7 separate regions of the Mus musculus genome follow, and regions 1, 2, 4, 5, 6 and 7 are each linked to region 3. A link is a contact called in public Hi-C and promoter capture Hi-C data. All regions are on one chromosome and are shown on one strand. The core of a region is the stretch at or near the end of the contact, and the rest is flanking DNA. Distances in the headings are between cores, read along the strand shown.

What was found. Promoter capture Hi-C pulls out the DNA fragments that hold promoters and counts their contacts. A called contact is a pair of places that touch in the nucleus more often than the background predicts.
Region 1: a promoter capture Hi-C map of second pharyngeal arch cranial neural crest shows a contact between it and region 3, with 4 times the contacts expected there. The contact joins the enhancer-like site here to the promoter of Pdgfc in region 3. A contact is called at or near these places in 15 of 39 promoter capture datasets (the 3T3-L1 cell line, 3T3-L1-derived adipocytes, the HPC-7 cell line and 10 more), 2 of 484 Hi-C or Micro-C datasets (the N1E-115 cell line and uterus), 5 of 115 datasets of contacts at active chromatin or transcription factors (bone marrow-derived macrophages, embryonic stem cells, neural progenitor cells and 1 more) and 4 of 9 other capture datasets (adipose tissue, embryonic stem cells, liver and 1 more).
Region 2: a promoter capture Hi-C map of hippocampal neurons shows a contact between it and region 3, with 2.8 times the contacts expected there. The contact joins the enhancer-like site here to the promoter of Pdgfc in region 3. A contact is called at or near these places in 2 of 39 promoter capture datasets (hippocampal neurons and neutrophils), 3 of 115 datasets of contacts at active chromatin or transcription factors (bone marrow-derived macrophages, embryonic limb bud and stem cell-derived neural progenitor cells) and 1 of 9 other capture datasets (embryonic stem cells).
Region 4: a contact with region 3 is called in a promoter capture Hi-C map of stem cell-derived epiblast-like cells, with 4 times the contacts expected there. The contact joins the enhancer-like site here to the promoter of Pdgfc in region 3. A contact is called at or near these places in 16 of 39 promoter capture datasets (the 3T3-L1 cell line, 3T3-L1-derived adipocytes, the HPC-7 cell line and 11 more), 1 of 484 Hi-C or Micro-C datasets (cerebral cortex), 11 of 115 datasets of contacts at active chromatin or transcription factors (craniofacial prominence, embryonic fibroblasts, embryonic forebrain and 4 more) and 2 of 9 other capture datasets (embryonic stem cells and pancreatic islet).
Region 5: a promoter capture Hi-C map of pre-B cells shows a contact between it and region 3, with 5 times the contacts expected there. The contact joins the promoter of Asic5 here to the promoter of Pdgfc in region 3. A contact is called at or near these places in 4 of 39 promoter capture datasets (hippocampal neurons, liver and pre-B cells), 1 of 15 datasets of contacts at CTCF or cohesin (large pre-B cells), 1 of 484 Hi-C or Micro-C datasets (adipose-derived mesenchymal stem cells), 5 of 115 datasets of contacts at active chromatin or transcription factors (bone marrow-derived macrophages, embryonic forebrain, embryonic limb bud and 2 more) and 1 of 9 other capture datasets (adipose tissue).
Region 6: a Hi-C map of cortical neurons shows a contact between it and region 3, with 3 times the contacts expected there. The contact joins the enhancer-like site here to the promoter of Pdgfc in region 3. A contact is called at or near these places in 9 of 39 promoter capture datasets (the C10 cell line, cranial neural crest, embryonic stem cells and 5 more), 2 of 15 datasets of contacts at CTCF or cohesin (the NIH/3T3 cell line and large pre-B cells), 3 of 484 Hi-C or Micro-C datasets (cerebellar granule neurons, cortical neurons and embryonic stem cells), 10 of 115 datasets of contacts at active chromatin or transcription factors (bone marrow-derived macrophages, cardiomyocytes, craniofacial prominence and 7 more) and 1 of 9 other capture datasets (embryonic stem cells).
Region 7: a promoter capture Hi-C map of second pharyngeal arch cranial neural crest shows a contact between it and region 3, with 5 times the contacts expected there. The contact joins the enhancer-like site here to the promoter of Pdgfc in region 3. A contact is called at or near these places in 12 of 39 promoter capture datasets (the 3T3-L1 cell line, the HPC-7 cell line, cranial neural crest and 8 more), 2 of 484 Hi-C or Micro-C datasets (cerebellar granule neurons and embryonic stem cells), 11 of 115 datasets of contacts at active chromatin or transcription factors (the NIH/3T3 cell line, bone marrow-derived macrophages, embryonic forebrain and 5 more) and 1 of 9 other capture datasets (embryonic stem cells).

What each region holds. Positions count from the first base shown.
Region 1 is chr3:81,660,507-81,663,206 of GRCm38.p6, forward strand. No RefSeq gene overlaps it. Among named protein-coding and RNA genes, the nearest start is that of Gm52636, 32 kb to the left of the region's middle. Within about 2 kb of position 1,320, at least 15 of the 459 cell types and tissues checked have an H3K27ac peak or open chromatin away from gene starts, as enhancers often do. A contact at or near this core is called in neural progenitor cells and second pharyngeal arch cranial neural crest, where this site is marked.
Region 2 is chr3:81,963,256-81,965,955 of GRCm38.p6, forward strand. Tdo2 (tryptophan 2,3-dioxygenase) reads right to left here. Exons shown (of 12, transcript NM_019911.2): 8 at 667-778. Among named protein-coding and RNA genes, the nearest start is that of Tdo2, 11 kb to the right of the region's middle. Within about 2 kb of position 1,261, at least 10 of the 459 cell types and tissues checked have an H3K27ac peak or open chromatin away from gene starts, as enhancers often do. A contact at or near this core is called in hippocampal neurons, where this site is marked.
Region 3 is chr3:81,035,110-81,037,809 of GRCm38.p6, forward strand. It overlaps Pdgfc (platelet-derived growth factor, C polypeptide), which reads left to right and starts at 1,307. Exons shown (of 6, transcript NM_019971.3): 1 at 1,307-2,445. The coding sequence starts at 2,328.
Region 4 is chr3:81,834,229-81,836,928 of GRCm38.p6, forward strand. No RefSeq gene overlaps it. Among named protein-coding and RNA genes, the nearest start is that of A830029E22Rik, 34 kb to the left of the region's middle. Within about 2 kb of position 1,268, at least 56 of the 459 cell types and tissues checked have an H3K27ac peak or open chromatin away from gene starts, as enhancers often do. A contact at or near this core is called in cerebral cortex, embryonic stem cells, hippocampal neurons and 2 more, where this site is marked.
Region 5 is chr3:81,995,500-81,998,199 of GRCm38.p6, forward strand. It overlaps Asic5 (acid-sensing (proton-gated) ion channel family member 5), which reads left to right and starts at 1,423. Exons shown (of 10, transcript NM_021370.2): 1 at 1,423-1,491. The coding sequence starts at 1,452.
Region 6 is chr3:81,729,080-81,731,779 of GRCm38.p6, forward strand. No RefSeq gene overlaps it. Among named protein-coding and RNA genes, the nearest start is that of A830029E22Rik, 72 kb to the right of the region's middle. Within about 2 kb of position 1,337, at least 5 of the 459 cell types and tissues checked have an H3K27ac peak or open chromatin away from gene starts, as enhancers often do. A contact at or near this core is called in cortical neurons, where this site is marked.
Region 7 is chr3:81,612,767-81,615,466 of GRCm38.p6, forward strand. No RefSeq gene overlaps it. Among named protein-coding and RNA genes, the nearest start is that of Gm52636, 16 kb to the right of the region's middle. Within about 2 kb of position 1,400, at least 1 of the 459 cell types and tissues checked has an H3K27ac peak or open chromatin away from gene starts, as enhancers often do. A contact at or near this core is called in second pharyngeal arch cranial neural crest, where this site is marked.

The sequences.
Region 1 (2,700 bases), core at 70-2,569, 630 kb after region 3:
AATCGCTGGGTAAACTCAGCCAATGTGTATTTAATCTCTTGTATTTCCTTTGTAATTTCTACCTGCTGTGTATACGTTTCTAAATAAACTTAAATTAGAGACCCTTAGAAAATCATCTCCATCACAGAAACAATAAAACTTAGTTTCCCCCCAAAAAGAAAACTCTGCAAATTTCCAAATGGTGTAAAATTCACAGAGATTTTTGTAACATCAACTATAGTTGAACATTCATTCTAGCAATATATTAAATGCATTCAACGTGTATACAATGATATATTTAAAAATTGGATAATGTATTAAAATTATTAGCAAGAAACAACTAAGTTATGTATCTCAAATTATTTTGGAAGAGATGCCTAAGCACACACTGACTTAAGTAAGAGAATGATTCACTAATAAAAAAAGTAAAACACCAGGACTACAATTCATTAGTTGAAGGATGGAAATCTCAATTTTGAAATATTAGAAAGCAGTAGTTAATATTTGGGTTTGAAATAATTTGGTTTTTATAAGAGATTATAAGACTATGTAAAATGACTATGTTTCATAGTTACACCTATACCTATAACAAACTTGTGCACATTGTAGCATGTCATACACAGAGAGAGAGGGGGGGTAGAGAGAGAGAGAGAGGGAGGGAGAGAGTGACATTGAAGTATGCTCATATAAACAAGAAGGTTGCATTGACAACACTCGCAGAAACTAGACAGAACTGAATAATTATGTGTGGCCCATTTGTGTGTGTTACCTTTTAGTCTCATTGCACATAGTCTTGCATACAGACTCCTTCTGAAATGAAGAGTACAAAAAAGGGAATAGGAAGGGTAGGAAGGGTGAAAAGAAAGAGCCTATGATGATGATATGGTTCAATGAGTTGTTATTTGCATTGTGTAGAATATACTTCCCTTTAAGATGCTTTTAACACATGCAAAAGGCAGGTTATACTATTGTCCCAGAGGTGAAATTCCCAATGAATAATTAGAATGCAAGCAAAAACAGAAAAGGGTGAATTTTTTAGAAAGATAATTTGTCAAAACCACATCATACCATTCTCTTTTCAGATGGTCTTGCTATATAAATTAAAGTGTCTGAGGAGAAGATGTATTTGACAACACATAGAACTCAAATGCCCTCTTGTATGTGTTAACCTTATTAATTGCTTTAACATTCAAGTGCCTGCATTCACTGGCCTAGAAAGTTCCGGTTATTTATTGCCATTTATTGTGGCAGACCTTTGTTCTTTGTGTTATTCAGCTCTGTTATTCTTAGGAGCCAGGAACTCTGGCAGCTGCTGCCAGTTCCCTGAAGTTTGTTTAAAACAATGGGGGAAATTGCCTAGCAACCTCACATCCAGTTTCTGGTACCCTCTTGGAGATCACATTCCACATACTCAGCTCATCTCCATAAGTTCACAGGGGAAATGATGGTGTGTGTGTGCACACACATGCAGCCCAACACACCATAACCAAAATCCCCAACTGGGTCTCTTAAAAGCTTGCCCAGTGTTCACAATCTATGTGACTATTTGACATAAGATGCATGGGTGATTATTAAAGCTGAACTAGTTGCATGAAAATATATGCAAATCAATTACTTTCTTCTCTTCAAAGTTTCTTGTTTAAGGCTTACTTTTGTGGACATTAATATACAAATGAAAATAGGGTTTTAATATTTATTTGACTAAAATAGTAATCAGAAGTCCTCTTGATCCTATGCCTAATATGTGATGCTTCATACCCATTGTCTTTTGTTAAAATTCTCAGCATCCTAATAACTTTTGGAAATGCAGGTTTATGTAGGACAAGTGCCACAGTCTGTGAAGCTGCAAGAATGGAGTAGTCAGCTGATCACAAAGAGCTAGGGACAGCATTCTGCACCCTGGCATTCTATATAAAGCATGAATATTCCTATCTCAGCTAAAACAATGATTTCAACTTACTAGAAATTACTCAGAAGCTATTTCAGGCCAAACTCTAGGACTGGTGGAAATGCATAGATTGTGTACAGAAGCAGCCCGGTGCCTCACTCCACAAAGAGATGAAGGAGTGCCCCGAGTCTATTCATTTTCATGCGGTCTGTTTCTGCTCTTCACATCCATGAAAGACAAAGAGAAATTGTAATTACTACTCAGTATATACTATGTGAAAATTCAGATGCTCTCTAAAAAAAAAAAATGACACCACTGAAATGAAAATGTGGAATCCAGAAGCTTGGATTTACCCTAATGATGTTCTGAAAATCACTGCCATTATGCATATTATGTGCATTATTCACATTACGTGAAGCTAACCACTTTGTTGTAAAACACATCAAGGACCATTAGATGACAGTGTAATTCCTCAATCATCTGTGGTTCATTCATAAGATAGAAATGCAGAGAATGTTAATTTAAATGGGGGAAGAAGCATGTTTATCTTTTCTGTTTCTTCTTTTTCATTCTTTCCATTATCTTGGAAATCAGAGTAGGTAGACAGTGTCTTATCTTGATAGGAGCTTCCTCAGAATTAATTAAACTATCGTTCTGGCTACTATTGAATTTCTTGGTACTCTGTGAAGATTCCTATGATGTCGTGGACAAAGTCACAGTCTCAATACCGTAGAATTTAAAGGTACTTGATGAACATAGTATGGCTGTATATTTCCTTTAAGACCTCTTAGGACATCCAACAACTTATCAAATGTCTTGTTATCCCAAGATGT
Region 2 (2,700 bases), core at 11-2,510, 930 kb after region 3:
TTCATTCCCTATTTGAAAGTGATTTGCAGTTTGTCTATGTTTGATTTGTTTGTTTTGGATGTGGTGGTGAACATCTGTAATCCCAATACTCAAAAACTGAAGCAGAAGGACCATGGATTTAAAGCCAACCTGGGGTACATACTAAGATCCTATCTGAAAATGACTGGAAATTGTAGTTTTGGTTTTGTGTTTGTTTGTTCTAATTTATGTAAAATTAGTTTTCTAGAGTGTGGCGTGTAAGCTAAGAAAATGTTCTGCCCTTCATGGTGAGAAGTAAAGATTAGCTATGGCTCACTGATAATTATAGATAATGGAGGCTAGCAACTGATGCTCACCTCATTCCACTGCTACACTCTGTATTGTACGATAAAAAAATAATTCTGTTTTGCATATTCCGTAGTACTTTACAATCACAGTTTACCTTGGTACCCTTGTGTGTAGCACATAGTATGGAGATATTTGCTAGTGTCTTGTAACTACGCTGAACAATCAAGATGATTAATGTGGGGCTGTCAGACACAGTAGTAACCCATTCCTTACTTCTCTGAGTAGGCAAACCGTTTAACCTGACTTCCCCCAAGTTAGTCTTGATAGACAAGCTTATGGCATATCTCTGTCTTCATGCATATACCCTTGAGGTCTAAGACCCCTGGACAGCACATTTACCTTTACTCAGAAGGTAGTCATGACGCTTCTCATCAAACAAGCAGAGCAGCACCTCCTTCTGCTTCCGGAACTCTGCCATCTGTTCCTCTTTTTCTTCAGAGTCGGTTTTAGCCTTATGGGAAAATATTGTTTTAATCTTCCCCAGCAGAGAGCAGACTGCTGTTTAAAATTTGCTTTTTTCAGAAGAAATAGATTCTCAGCGTATAACAAGTGTGTATTCAATTGATCTTAATACCCAATACTACAATATGGAAGATACGTCTTCCAAGTAGGAAAAGTCCATATACTTGCTGGTCTCTCATTTTCTTTATGTTTAAAAATTTTAATAATGCCAAATACTCTTGAGAAAACTCCTTAGAGATGGACCAAAATGAATAACAAGTGATAGTTACTGATCTTAAATAATAATCATTTAACTTAGAGATAATATCAGTCTTAGAGAATGTTACCTCTTAATCCGAACCAGTACTAATGCTATTTAAATCCTTTAAAATTATTTGATTGGTTAAAAAATTTGCTTTATCTGCCTACCCTCCAGCTCCACTTGGAATTGGTAATCTGGATGGTGGCAAAGCAGCCAGCCCAGTTAGCCTCAATGTGTCAGAGCAAGTACAGCAGCAGGGAGAGCCTGGGTGCAATATTATTGCTAAGGATTACTCATTTATTAAGGAAATGCTCACAGGAAAGTAACAGACATAAAAAATGTGAGCAAAAACTAAATCACCTCACCTCAAAAACGTTCTCTTATAGGAATAAGATGGGATATTTAGTCACCCAAGCACAGCATTAAAACCATAAACAGCACTATATACAAAAATAGAAAAATCACCATAGGGGGTGACAGCAGCCAGAAGGTTGGCAAAGATCGAATGAATATTCTGCCTGCTGACAAACATTTTAAACTGAGAGAATTCAGAACACTGAGCTAACTCAGCTAGTGGGAGCAGCACAGTGAGGTTGGCCCATGTGATATGTGAAAGCTTTAGGGTTTGTGTTAGGGATATCTATCTATTTATTAAAACAGCAATGGAACACGAGAGGTTTTAAGCAAAAGGCAGAGACTATCAGGTTTTCATTTTGGAAAGACAACTATTACTGGAGCACAGAGAATAAACTGGAAGGCCTACGGTGGGGAAGGGATAGGACAGTCAAGAGACTTTAGTTTTAGTCTTGGTGGTAGGTGTAAAAAAAAAATCATGAGAGAACTATTGTAAGATACAAAGCTGATACAGCCATCTCTCAGAAATATTGTTGAGGGACTGGAGAGGTGAGAGATTGCTCAGTGGTTAGGAATACTTGTTGCTACTCATGATTCAGTTCTTAACACCCACATGTTCACTCACAGCTCTCTGTAACTTAAGGCCCAGAGATCCATCACTCTCATTTGACCTTTGTGGGCACCATCTGGGGCACACACGTATATGCAGACAAAATACTCATAGGTATAAAATTAAAGTAAATAAATCTTTTAAAAAAATCATTGTTGAAAAGGAATAGGAACAAGGACCATTCCTAGGTGACTTATTTGACAGTTGAAGGCTCTTGGGAGGAAAACATACTTAACTCTGACAAGACTGGGTCAAGGTGAGGACTCATGGGAGGGAATTCTTCTACTCAATTTTCTTTTCTTATTTTAAGAGAATCAGGAGAAGATACAAGTAGAATGTAAAAATACATGATCTGAAATCTAAGGGGACATCCAAGCTGGGTATAAATGTTTGAGAATCACTGGTGAATACCTAGAGTCAAAGCAGAAGGTGAAGAAAGCAGTAAAGAGCTGGGGAGAGAAGAGTTAGAGAATTCTTTGTGGGAATAATGCCTATTCCTGGGTGGTTAATAACATTGAGACGGGTTGTTGAATTCATGTATATGAATGTCACATGTGAATGAGAAAGTATGAAGGCAGGATGATGAGAATTTCGTGGGAGACAAAGCTACAAGTAACATAACATTATCAAAATGCTTTAAAACATGAATACACAGTCATAATCCTTTGGAATAGACATCCTTACTTTACATTTGGCCTGAAAGAAA
Region 3 (2,700 bases), core at 57-2,556:
ACACTTTTGGAATACACGTATGTCACAATGGAATGGCACTGAAGATGATGCACTGCTAACTTGAATAAAGTAACAAGGCTTGTACCATTAACATCCATACACTTAAAGTCTAAGCAAGAGACTTTCTATCCAACACTGTAAAGGTGGAAATCCCACAGATAAGAATGAATGAATGGAACAGGTTTGTAAGGATTTCACAGGAGAACAGCATCTTTCTTTATTTGGTCCCGGGGACTTCCTGGATGCCAAGCAGGAGTTATAATGAACAACCTGTCAAGTACTCATTTGAAGGAAGAGAGAAGAGGACAGAGACCTGGCTAGAACAGGGTTGTTTGGTAGGCCCCAGTGGTGTCCAAGAACAAAGGAAAAGATTAACATTTTATCGTTTGGACTGGTCCCATCTTTTATTTCTGTCTCCAGGTCATGCCCGGTTTCAGGATTATGTTTACCTTGGTTCTATGGTTGGATTGCATGCCCTGACTGATTCAACTAAGTACTTGGTGATACATCTGTCTGACTGCACACCAAGGCATTTGCTTGCTCTAATGTTATTTTTATTTTCCTTATTTTCATTTTCTTTTTTTATTACCCCTCCATCCAAAGATGCATCTTTTGTTTAGATTTCAAACCCTACTGTGCCTTCAACGCTTTCACGAGGATTTTCTGATAAGGAAAGCATATTGGAATCCTATCAGAGACACATGTATTGCACATGGAACCACCCTAGGCCCTACTAACATGTTTTTCTCATTCTAGATAACCCCATAGGAACTTTAGTCTCAGCACGAAGCACTTCGTGCATAAAGGCAACCAGTTCAAACATTAGGGGCTCCAGGACAGCCTATGTGTAAATTGCCACACTATGTCCCCAGACACTCTAGGAGCTAGATTTCATTATCATGCAGCACCCAGCTGCAAAGGACAGGGACTCTTTCTTCTGCTCAGTGGTACCCTCCAACCCCAGTTCCTCTCCAAACAGGGTTCATGTGGATACAGTGGTGCATGGCTTCAATTCATGTTACAACTCTGACTTTATCTTTACTTTTGATTTATTCATTCTCCTTCAGACAGAGCCATTCTGGAAGCATCTTGAGTTCAACTTCCCTCCTTCAGTGCAGAACTCTGGCCACGAGTCCTGACAAAGCGCTTTGGGAGTGGGGATCCCCTTAGGAATGAAAGACAAGTTACAGCCAGGGAGAGCCAGAAGAGAAGGAGTGGCTGTCCTCTCCTACTTTTTTTTCCCTCTCTCTTTCTCTGAGTTTGCAGCACCCTTGAACAGCCCGCAGACTCCTTATTTGGGGTTAGGGGCGCCCAGGGGAAAGGAAGCTGGGGGCCGCCTGGCGGCATTCCTCGCCGCAGTGTGGGCTCCGTCTGCCGCGGGGCCCGCAGTGCCCCCTGTCTGCGCCAGCACCTGTTGGCCCGCCAGCTGGCCGCCCGCGCCCCCCGCGCCCCCCGCGCCCGCCCGGCCGCCAGCCCCGCGCCCCGCGCGCCGCCCGCTGGGGGAAAGTGGAGACGGGGAGGGGACAAGAGCGATCCTCCAGGCCAGCCAGGCCTTCCCTTAGCCGCCCGTGCTTAGCCGCCACCTCTCCTCAGCCCTGCGTCCTGCCCTGCCTTAGGGCAGGCATCCGAGCGCTCGCGACTCCGAGCCGCCCAAGCTCTCCCGGCTTCCCGCAGCACTTCGCCGGTACCCGAGGGAACTTCGGTGGCCACCGACTGCAGCAAGGAGGAGGCTCCGCGGTGGATCCGGGCCAGTCCCGAGTCGTCCCCGCGGCCTCTCTGCCCGCCCGGGACCCGCGCGGCACTCGCAGGGCACGGTCCCCTCCCCCCAGGTGGGGGTGGGGCGCCGCCTGCCGCCCCGATCAGCAGCTTTGTCATTGATCCCAAGGTGCTCGCCTCGCTGCCGACCTGGCTTCCAGTCTGGCTTGGCGGGACCCCGAGTCCTCGCCTGTGTCCTGTCCCCCAAACTGACAGGTGCTCCCTGCGAGTCGCCACGACTCATCGCCGCTCCCCCGCGTCCCCACCCCTTCTTTCCTCCCTCGCCTACCCCCACCCCCCGCACTTCGGCACAGCTCAGGATTTGTTTAAACCTTGGGAAACTGGTTCAGGTCCAGGTTTTGCTTTGATCCTTTTCAAAAACTGGAGACACAGAAGAGGGCTCTAGGAAAAACTTTTGGATGGGATTATGTGGAAACTACCCTGCGATTCTCTGCTGCCAGAGCCGGCCAGGCGCTTCCACCGCAGCGCAGCCTTTCCCCGGCTGGGCTGAGCCTTGGAGTCGTCGCTTCCCCAGTGCCCGCCGCGAGTGAGCCCTCGCCCCAGTCAGCCAAATGCTCCTCCTCGGCCTCCTCCTGCTGACATCTGCCCTGGCCGGCCAAAGAACGGGGACTCGGGCTGAGTCCAACCTGAGCAGCAAGTTGCAGCTCTCCAGCGACAAGGAACAGAACGGTGAGTATCGCCCCCTCCTCCCCCTTCCCGCGTCTCGCTGTGCGTTCGGGTTGGCATTGTGCGGTGGCATGTGGGGTCCTCCAGTCGTGGAGCTGATGGTCGGGTCTCTGGCGCTGCAGATGGGAGTTTCCTGAGTCCGCGTGCACTTTCTGGGGTGGGGGCAGATTTCGGCAGTTTGCAACTTCCGAAGCTCACTGAGTAGAGGGAGCGGGAAGTGCCCCGCAACCTCAGAGTGGAGAGGACGCATGGGCTATG
Region 4 (2,700 bases), core at 18-2,517, 800 kb after region 3:
CCTGAGCCTTCGGGAGAGGTTGAGTGATACTGATGTGTCATTTAGAGTTGGTTGCTTTACTGTAGGTTTAATAGTAGTGGGTTTCTCTTTATTAATCTCCATCTACTGGATCAAAAGGGAGCTTCTCTGATGAGGGTTTAGAGAGGCATTAATCACTGAAGAGTTAAGACTTTACAGGTTAGTTTATTACTGTATCTATTGACAACACCATTGCACACACGAATTCACAGTTCACAGACAACCTGCACAAGGTCAAGAGAGATAAAGTCCAAGCATGAATGGAGGATGAGCTACAAAACATTTACAGTTTTCAAGGCTAAAATCATGTTTAGACCTATTTCCAGTTAAAATGACAGCTCCTACACATGCATGCAAATAATATTATATGGACTGAGTTGGATATAAATACAATTCACTTATATGGATTTACGTTATATATATAAATATGGATGTAAATTTTACCTATAACATATATAAAAACATATTTATACATATAAGAACATATTTGTAACCTATATTACATATATAAATATATAATATAAAAATATATAAAAACAATTAAAGGAAAAGAAGCTATGGATTTGAGAGAGAAAAGAGGTTGATGGGAGTTGTTAGAGGATGAAAGAGGAAAGGAAAATAATATAATTATACTTTAATCCAAAAATTATTAATTTTAAAAGTGTCCTGTAGAACCAGCTGCTATTATGCATGGGAGAATATTTTATCATATGACGTTGGTGAAGGAGTATGGCAAGATATATATTTTTCAGCTCAGGTATGGGCAAGCAAAAAGCAAACAAGCAAGGTTGTATAAAATGACAATGTAAACAACTCAAAGCAACTTATAAGGCTTATGTTTTGGGAAACCAAACTGTAGGATAGGAAGTTCCTTAGGTGAATGATTCAAAACTATGGTTTCAAAGAACCTTGTAGGTTGCCATGAATCTTCATTAAAATATTTTAACTTAATGGAATATATTAAACTAATCATCCAGAAATACCATGCTCTGATTCAAAGCAAAACTTGTGCATTTTCAAGACTTATTTTTTGAACAATAAAAATAAAGGTAACTTTTACTACCTTTATTTTATGTTATAGGATATATGAACTAACTCCTCGTGCCAAGCCCTACAAATCAAATGTAAATGAGGGTAAAGTGCGGGAGACAAATAGTCTCCTCCCCCCCCCCCCCTCATGTCCAGACAGTCTTGGAGAGGAGCTGTGGGTCTGTGTACCAGAGGCTTTGCACGGAGAACTCTGGCCCTGCCTGGTGTGAGAATTCCAGCGAGGGGAAGCAGTGCAGGCAGGGAGGGGAAGTCCCTTCTGCCAGTTCTGCGGCTGCAGTTGACTCCACCTTGTCTCTGCCATGCCTTCTAGGTTTAAAGATTTCTCCTTGCTGCCCTGCAAGTAGGGCTGGGCCAACAACAGACTGACCAGGCAGTGAGGAGTGCAGCAGAGCTTTAGGCAGCACTTGGGGAGAGCAGACCTTTTCCAAAATGTTACAGCTCTCAGAACAGAAGGCTCAGACGATGGAGTAGTTCTCCTACACTTTTAATCCTTCCGGATAGGATTTTTACATACAGCTTTGGTGTGGGTAAGGGTCTGAAAACAAATGCTTCTCGTTGGTTTGGTATGAGAGCTTTGGGGAAACCTTATTTGCATGTGGGAGGGCTTGGTGCTGCTCTGCGGGGGTGGGGTGGGGAGCTGTAGGAGGCTGTAGCTATGTGAGACAGCACACAGGAGACAGGAACCCAGGAGGCGTGGCTGAACATTTGTCATCCCATGCAGGTGGAAGTCTCCACCCATCTGGTCACCAGGGTTCCAGACCTTTGCTCAACCGGGGACCAGGCTGTCAGTGCACAGCCGACTGCTGCACAAGGAGCTATATCACCTGTGTTGATAATCATGTTAACTCTGAAACCAGCCTTGTAAATGTACCCTCTGCACTCACTCTCTCCAAACAAACTCTTCTCAGTTCAAGGCAGGACAGGATATGATTCTTGCGTGTCTTAAAGATGTTCCCTTTCTCTGCCCCACACCCGGCTTGTATATGGACTTCACTGCTTATTACTGTCTTCTAATTATTTCACACAAATCCCTGCCAAAACCCAGAAACGGCAGACCAAAGCTCATAAAGAATAGCGGGGGACATTTGCAGACTATGAAGGCTCACGTGAACAATTTTACTTTGTGTGTGGATGTGTTTGTGTCGATGCATGTGTATGCGTAGAAAAGTGTCCATGTGCATATCAGTCAGAGGACAACATTGCCTTCGGTTCCCTAGGCACTGTCCACCTTTTACTTGAGATAGGTCTCTCGGTGGCCTAGAAATTTGCCGAATAAGTAACAATAAGTTTCCAGGGATCCAGTGCCTCTACTTCACAAACTGTCATCTCTCCGGTGACACGTGTTTGCTGCTTTGTCTGGGGTTTTAGACAGGGTGTGGCGATCTGGACTCTGGTCCTTATACTTGCAAAGCAGGTATTCTCTCTACTGAGATGCCTTCCCAGGAGGTCTCACTTTAAAGTACATACTTTTGTCAGCTGTATTGGGTGAGGAAATTGAGTGAAACTTGATAACTTCACCCGTTCCAATATGATACTTGAAGACAAAACTGATAGAGCTTTTACAAAATCTCAACTCAAATTTCAACACCAGAAAGGAACAAACTGCACACTCTGGTCTGGTGAAGATAACAT
Region 5 (2,700 bases), core at 173-2,672, 960 kb after region 3:
GTAAATACAGTCCTCTAGACAGTGCTCATTGATTCTAAGGATCGCTCATGCCCAGAATCTAAGTGAAAGGGCAGTTGGGTTTGCTGTCTACTTTTCTGTCCAGCATGCTTTATTTAATCTTTTATTATTTGTCTGCATTAATAAGTCATCCTTTGCTGTTGGTGCTACAAGTGCATAAAGGGAGATAATGATGACTCAGAATTCTCTCAGTTCTCCCGGGATTGGCTTTATTAGGCGATTCTGTAGCTTTCTTTACGTTTACTGGGAAATGGGGTGGGGCAGGGAAGAGGGGCTTACAAGTCTATCTTCTGTCACATAGGCTTATTCCACATAGCATCACCATCAGAGAAAGAAAGTGTGAGCATCTATGTTTAATTTTAATTGAGTATCTTAGAAAGTGAAAAGGCCAGGTTTACAAAAGAACAAGTTATATCTGTGAGAAGAATCCTTGGTCTTGATTTCAAATAATAAAGTGAGGAAAAATGGAGAGGGAATTGTAACTACATAAACAAGTTGAAATTCAAATTTAATTCAGTCACTAGGAGGGAGGAGCAGAAGCAAGAGTGACTTCTTGACAAAACCAAACCATGTAAGCCCAGCTTCAAGTTATGGTATTGGAGTTTCCCAATAGATGTCCAATGTTGAAGGGAAAAAATGCTTGTGAAATATTACCATGACAAAGGCATCAGGCTCTAGCGGAGAAACATGTAATTACTGTGTGTGGTCAACAGATGGCAGCATTTATACATATGGATGCATATCAGGGTTTATTAATAATATTAATGGTAAGTTCTCAAAGGTGTTACTATAAAAAAGGTGGCCTTTGTGATTTGGCAAATTTATATTATTTTATTAGTGCTTCTTTTTTAGTTAGTATCTTTTTTCTTTTGTAACATTATTCTTCTATTTCCACTGGTCACTTTGTTACAGTTGTATCTCTTTTATGAAAGAAACTTCAAAACAACGATACTTCACGTCCACAAACACACACACACACACACACACACACACACACACAAACACACACACACATACACACAATCACAATCAAAATTTGATTTCTATGAAGCTGAACAAAACGTGAAGAGACTGTCACCTGGGTATCCACTGGTATGATCAGAGGCCACTGTGAGGTCACAGCTTTTCTTCTTTCTTTGTTTCTTTGTTTCTTTCCTCCTTTCTTTTTCAGAAAGTGGGTTTCAATTGTGCTATCTGGGTTTTAATCTATCATGGCCTCTTGCCAGTCTGTAAATGCCCATAGCTGGTTCTGTCCGTGTTTTTTGATTTACAGATTAAGTGCTTCATGAGGCTTAACATAGCAACACAAATATTTAAATTGCCCCTACAGTTTACAACCTTAAGTGCTGTATTTTATATAAAAGGCACAAAATGAATATTGTTATTGAAAAAATTGGATGCACCAGAGGACTTCGGATCACTGAGATCAAAACATGGAACATACTGAGAAATCACAAGTGCACGCGGAGAAAGGTAGGAGATCCTTAAACAGCAACATCCGCCATTCCTAAATACCGGAAATAAGCAGAGAGCAGGGGGTAGGCTTCATCCTTGGAAAACTCTATTCTCATTATTATGTTCACAGTAACAAATATGAGTTTTAAAATGAATAATACAGTTTTAGTAGCAAAAGAATAACTTATGAGGACTCAAAATACTACAAAAATATTACTATATGTTAAAATCGACTTTTGTTGTTTCTTTGTTTCTACACAGTATGCTTGCTTTCCTAACGTTTCTATAATGACCAACCTTTTTAATGAAACTTTTTGTTTATCCACCTGATGAAATGTACTTCTATGAGGGAAGTTCAAAGCCTCAGTTGTGTGGATTGGTGGTCTGCACTGCCCATTTTGGGCTTCCTGACAGGCATATATCACTCTGTAGGTTCTCAATTTGAAATACTCAAAAGGAAAAAAAAAAACCACTATGTTTCTAACAAATAGTAGGAAATGCTTCAGTAAGGTTAACACAACTGGCAATGTTTCTATCTTAATTTAAAGAGTTGACATCTGAAATGTATTATTTGGGTAGTGTTTGCAGCCAGCTGCACTGTGTCTGGCCAGGGACTTATTCCTAGATTACTCTTCTCACTAATAGCCCATGTCCCCTCAGTAGGAAAGGTGAGAGTTGCTAGGGACTGGGCTGTTTCTTTAATCAGGGTAAAGCCTTCACAAATGCGTCCAAGCAATGGTTAAGGAATAAGAATAGGTCACAGTTAAGCTTATTTTGTTAAGTAATATTGTTTTTTTTTTCAGCCTTCTGATTTTATCTGAAGCTTTGACAGTTTTTTTTAAATATGTGCTGATTAACCTGATACTAAAAGAAACATTAAGTAATGCTATTATAGACGATAGCACAATTCCAGAACGTCAGAATGATATAAACATGATAATATAGTTTGTAATATCTTTAAGAGTGTAACAGTATTTGTGGATGCTCATGTACATTGCACGAAATGGGAAACTTTAGAAAATGCATTTTATATCATTAGCTTTTCCAAACTGAAAAAAAAATATTGATTGGAAACTAGTAAGCTATTAAACTAAACTTAATGATGAGAAAATATTGGAGCTTTTTTGGAAGAATGTTAATACTGCATTATTGACAAAATGATATTTATTGAATTAAAACAAGGATTTAAAATTCAAATAACTTCATTGTGAGAATTTATTGGCTTTC
Region 6 (2,700 bases), core at 87-2,586, 690 kb after region 3:
CTCCACACAAGGGGGTGAGCAACAGTAGTGGGAAACAAATGTGATTTTTAGAAAATGCTTTGAGCAAATTCAGAATTTGTCCTTTATGTGCTGGATATGGAACCATGGGTATAGCACGTGCTCTGTGAGCATGCTATCACTGCCCCAAACTCTCAGTTTTCTCCAGCTTTAATATTAAATTCCACATTCTTGTGAAAATTATGTCATTTTTTTAACTTGGATTATGTTAAATACTTTAAAATGTATGCAGTCATTTAAATAAACAAAATTCATTAGTTTTCATGTCCCTAGAAACCCAATAGGTGGTGCCCTTGTGGGTGACCTACCTGACTAATGATACTGAAAACTCTCATGCTTTCTTACCATCTCTGTCAATTATCTGCTCTGTTGACTCATGGCATGCTTCTCTGTCATTTCAGACTCAACAGGAATATGTTCACAGTCATGATAGCACGGTGCTTAGAGATTCCACTAAAGCATCTGCTATAGATAGAAGAGTGGATTGAAAATCCAACTTGTCTCCCTGCACGAGTCACTATTTAAAGAGTGAAACCACTGTTTCCCTAGCATGTTCTCAGATAATGATAGAGCAGTTAGAGTTAGTGAGAGCAGCTCATGTCCTGGCCGGAGCTAGATTTAGCTTACGGGGGCCTCCAGTTGGCTCACTTCTTCAACCCAAGACCATTAACTAGAAATGCTGAGGTGAGAATGCAACAGATCCATGCCCGAGACCCAATCCATGAAAACTGTGAGGAAATACATGCTTGCTATTTTAAGCTCCTAACTTATAGTTATTAGTTACATGGTATAAGCCACTAATCTACTGTGTGATGCTCTGCTAAGTGTTTTGGTACTCCCAAGACCCATAGTACCTGAAATTTTTTATGTGCAGCATCACACTTAGGAAACTACTGTTTGTAAGGCTCAGATCTTCAGGGAAGAAACGGCCTCATACTTGACTTTAGGCCCACATCACGTGAGCAAGCAATACGATTTGTCAAGGTGACAGTTAAGCATAAGGAGAACTGTGACTTGATAGTGTCAAAGGAAAAATTATGCATACTGGTAGCCGTGCTGAGATCCACTGTGGAGATAGAAACAGGCAGTGATTCAGTTACATTTAGTTAAAGTGTTTTAAATTTCCTCACAGGAAAAAAAAAAGAGAGAGCCACTGGAACCATGGAGAAATTGCTCACTAAACAAGAGCAGAAAATAGATCCATGTGGTTTACGCAGTGGACTCAGAAGCATTCTCTTCAATTTCATCGAGTTATGGCCTGGATTTTGATGGTTTGTGAGAACAGGGTTTTCTAATGTGAGTCAGCCCAGATAGAAACAAAGAAGACAACAAAGCAGACTGTGGTATCCTTGGAGATGTGCTGTAGAATACTCTCTTTAAGGGAATCTCCTGTGTGGTTTACAATTTGAAACTCATTTTAGCATGAAAAGCAGGGCCAACGACTGAGGGAAGGCAGTGTGCTAGCCTGGGGGACATGTTTATGCCAGCATCTCTTTCTTAGAATGGAAATTTTTTTCCAGCTCCCTATAGACCTAGATCGCATACTCACCTAAGTGCACTAGGCTGGTTACCCCAAATAGCTATTACATCTTCTTCTTGTTTGAAAGTTCTTCCCTCTCTATCACCTACCTCCTCCATGCCGAGTTCCAACAGAATTCCACAGTGTAGCTTTCTGAAAGACCCTGAAAAAGCAGAGGGAAAGCTAAAAAGCAACTTAACTTTTCATAAATTCAGGGGGAAAACAAAACAAAACAAAACAAAACAAAACAAAACAAAACAAAAATAAGCAAACAAAACACCAAACAAACAAAAATAAAACAAAACAAAAAACGTTTCCATGGGATACTCCATTGACCTCCTATTGTTACCTGCTCTCTCTAACAAAGAATCTAGGTGTTTCATCAGATTCTCTTTCTCATGGGTAAGAATTGGTAAAGAAAGTCACAGACAATGGCAAAAGAGGCTGAAAGATTAGTCACTGCATTTTTTTGGGCATCAGGGTAGTAAGCTCGAGGGAAGGATTTCTGTGGGTTTCTTTTTATTTTTTTAATACTTTTATTTATGTTTTTGAGAATTTCATGGAACATAATTTCATGATATTCTTTCTCCTCTCCAAATTCCTCCCAAATCCTCCTGTACCTCCCTAATCGTCCACATTGATGTGCATTCCTCTCTTAAAAGCCATGGTCTGAGGCTCCCTACAGATACATATACAGCAGAGGACTGCCTGCTCTGGCATCAGTGGGAGAAGACACATAACCCTGGAGACAATTGAGGCCCCAGGGAGTGGGTAGACCTGGTGGGGACAGGGGTGGATGTGAGAAGGGGAGGGACATCCTCTTAGAGGCGTGGGGGAGGAGAAATGGGATGAGGAACTGTGGAAGGGCAGACCAGGACAGAGGGGGTTGGGAGGGGCAAGGACTGGACTGTAAAAAAAAATAAAAGTAGTGAAACAAACACAAAAGGCAAAAAGCATAGTCACACAAAACATGGCATCCAATTTGTACTGTCCAACTGCTCTTAGCACAGAGCTTGCCCTGGGCTATGTTCGATCTATCCACTGTCACACCACTGAAAAGATAACCTGACTTTCCCTTCCTTAGAGTCTATATACTGCAAATAGCTTCCTTGGAAGAGGTAGGGCTTTGTGCTTCCTTCCCATTCTCCTTGTTGGGATGTAGT
Region 7 (2,700 bases), core at 150-2,649, 580 kb after region 3:
GAAAGGAGGGAGGAGGAAAAGAGGAAAAAGAGTACCTAGCACACAATTTGAGAAGTCTAGTAATTCAAAGTGTTTAATTGAGTCAACATAAATCCTTCTTCATTACTGTAGATGTTTCTAGTGTTTATCCTCCTTGGGATTTTACTTCTACTTGATCAGGATGACTAAACTTTCTGAGTCTCTTTGTAGGTAACTAAGGGTGTATAAACAGATGTAGGTTCTGAAATGTTTGCATTTATGAATGTGGACACTGCCTTCTCCGTCCCTTCCTCTCTCCATACTGTGGCCATCAGGAACCCAAACTTGAATAGCATTGTCATAAAATGAGACTTTTTGCATCTCTGAATCGCATATAGACCTCTACTTTTGGAGGGTTAGACCATGCATACATCATTATATTATGTTTTTCATGTTGAGTCACTGAGAGTGGGACTTTGTGTTTTAACTTCCTGCTGTAATTGATATGTACCACAGATCTTAATCAAGACTTTATTAATTTATTCATAGATAAAAACAATGTGTCTACATAAATCAGCTTTTAATCATTTGTTTTTCTGCTTATGATTAGTGTACATACACAGTCTTAAAGGATCAAGAGAAAAGACATCTTTCACTTAGCATATGTTTGGTTCAGTCAATCCCTTTTCACATGTCAATGTTCAAGGTTTTTCTGTGCTTGCAAAATTATCATTGATCTCATGGTGAATAAGTCTTTTTAAAAGGCTGTGATATATTTCGTCTTGGAGAAGCAGGTTCTGAATTAGAGCAAATATAATCCACAATGTAACAAACCATAGACGAAGATAAATAATTTGTAAAGAATATGAAATGGTGAGCCATCCAGGCAAATGAACTTAACCCAATTAAATGTGTATCACCCAAGCGTCTCTTTCCTTCAGTATAATAACAATTAATTTTTTTATATCCAACTAAGAATAAGCTCACATTTTATCAGAACAGTGTTGGGTTCTCCTATTTTTACAATGCACTTTTCCTTGCTTTCTGAGTTCAAGGAGTAAAGTCATAGAGTCTTTAGTGTAAGAAATAATACAGAAATGCTTCTCTAAAGAAAACAGATATTTTTGGTGAGTGAAAGTTCAATTACACAAAATTATTTTTAGGCTTGACCTAGAGTGTTGGCTGTAAAAATAAAATAAAATATCCCCACTCCTTTCAAAAAGCTGTGAAGGGTGAAGGAGCAGGAACACAGTCTGCTTGATGGATGCGGTTTGTTTTTGTTTTATTTTTAATGGCAAAGACCAGGAAGGATAGGGCAGAAAGGAAGTAAAAAGAAAGAATTTAGAAATGTGTTCCTTTGATTTAAGAGGAAATGAAGAGCTCTAACTACTTACTCGCCAAACAGTGAAAAGCAAGTTTACAACTAATGGGAAACTTCCAGCATATGGTTGAAACTTTACAAAGAACGTATTGAAACAATTTCAGAAATTAGGTGAGATGTGGCCAGCATTCACATAGACTATTTTAATCTTTCACAGTAATCCTGAGACTGAAATATAGCATCTGTTCAGAACTTGAGAAAAATGACTAAATATCTCAAAAATATATTCTGATAATTATAGTGGATCACAGATTTTAATGTACACTGATTGCAAAGCTGATTACCATCCTGTTGCCAATTTTCATGCCCGATCTGGGTACTTTCCTCCTTTCAGACTTTTGAGCAAGACAGAGAACAAACTAAACAAGAATATTATTCTTTAGCCCAAAACAAGAAAAGTGAGAGGGAACTGGAAATCAGCTTCTCGACCTTTGAGAGTAAGGAGTTATCATTACCAATGAGGAGGGCTAGGCAAATAAGGAGAAAGAGAGTCAAATCTTTCTAAGATTCAAGGATCCTCCTTTGTTTGATAGTTCTTTTCACTCATTACCATAATAATTGTTAGCCCTGGAGATGTGTCACCTATTGTTCACTTGAGATTTCTTCAATTTAGAAGTCTTCTTTGCATCCTTCTGATAGATAACTCATGCCCAAAGTTTTCCTGCAGACGGACTTGACCCAAGACTTCTGGTCCATAGATATTCTGTCCTCAAAGAAAAGCAAAATTAGAATATGACAGACATGGCCGGGAATGGTGGTGCACACCTTTAATCCCAGCACTCGGGAGGCAGGCAGAGGCGCGGGGTGAAGGTGGGGGCAAGGCGATTTCTGAGTTCAAGGCCAGCCTGGTCTACAAAGTGAGTCCCATGTCAGCCAGGGCTATACAGAGAAACCCTGTCTCGAAAAACAAAAACAAAAACAAAACAAACAAAGAAAAAAGAATATGACAGACATTCATTCACTCACTTCGGTTGTACTGAGGGCCATGTGTCCTATGAGCTTCACATCTTTCCTTGGCAGCTAAATTAATTTTCTAAACAAAAGCAAATATTTACACCATTAGCTTCACATAAAAGTGCCTTTAAGCTATTGTGTCTCTTACTCTAGGTCTCTTTCTACCAACCCAAGGTTCTGGCCACAATTGTAGCCTTCCACTGCCAAGGATTACAGGGTTCCTTAAAGGAAAGCTGGGGATGGATGGCAAGGAGAGCGAGAAAAAGAATGAGCCAAGACAAAGTTCTCTGATCAAGGCTCAATGTTTTAATTCTAAGGTCTGAATATAATTGGGCAAAATGCACACACACACACACACACACACACATTGCCAGGACCTCATCAGGAAGACAAGCTCAGCTGTTCAG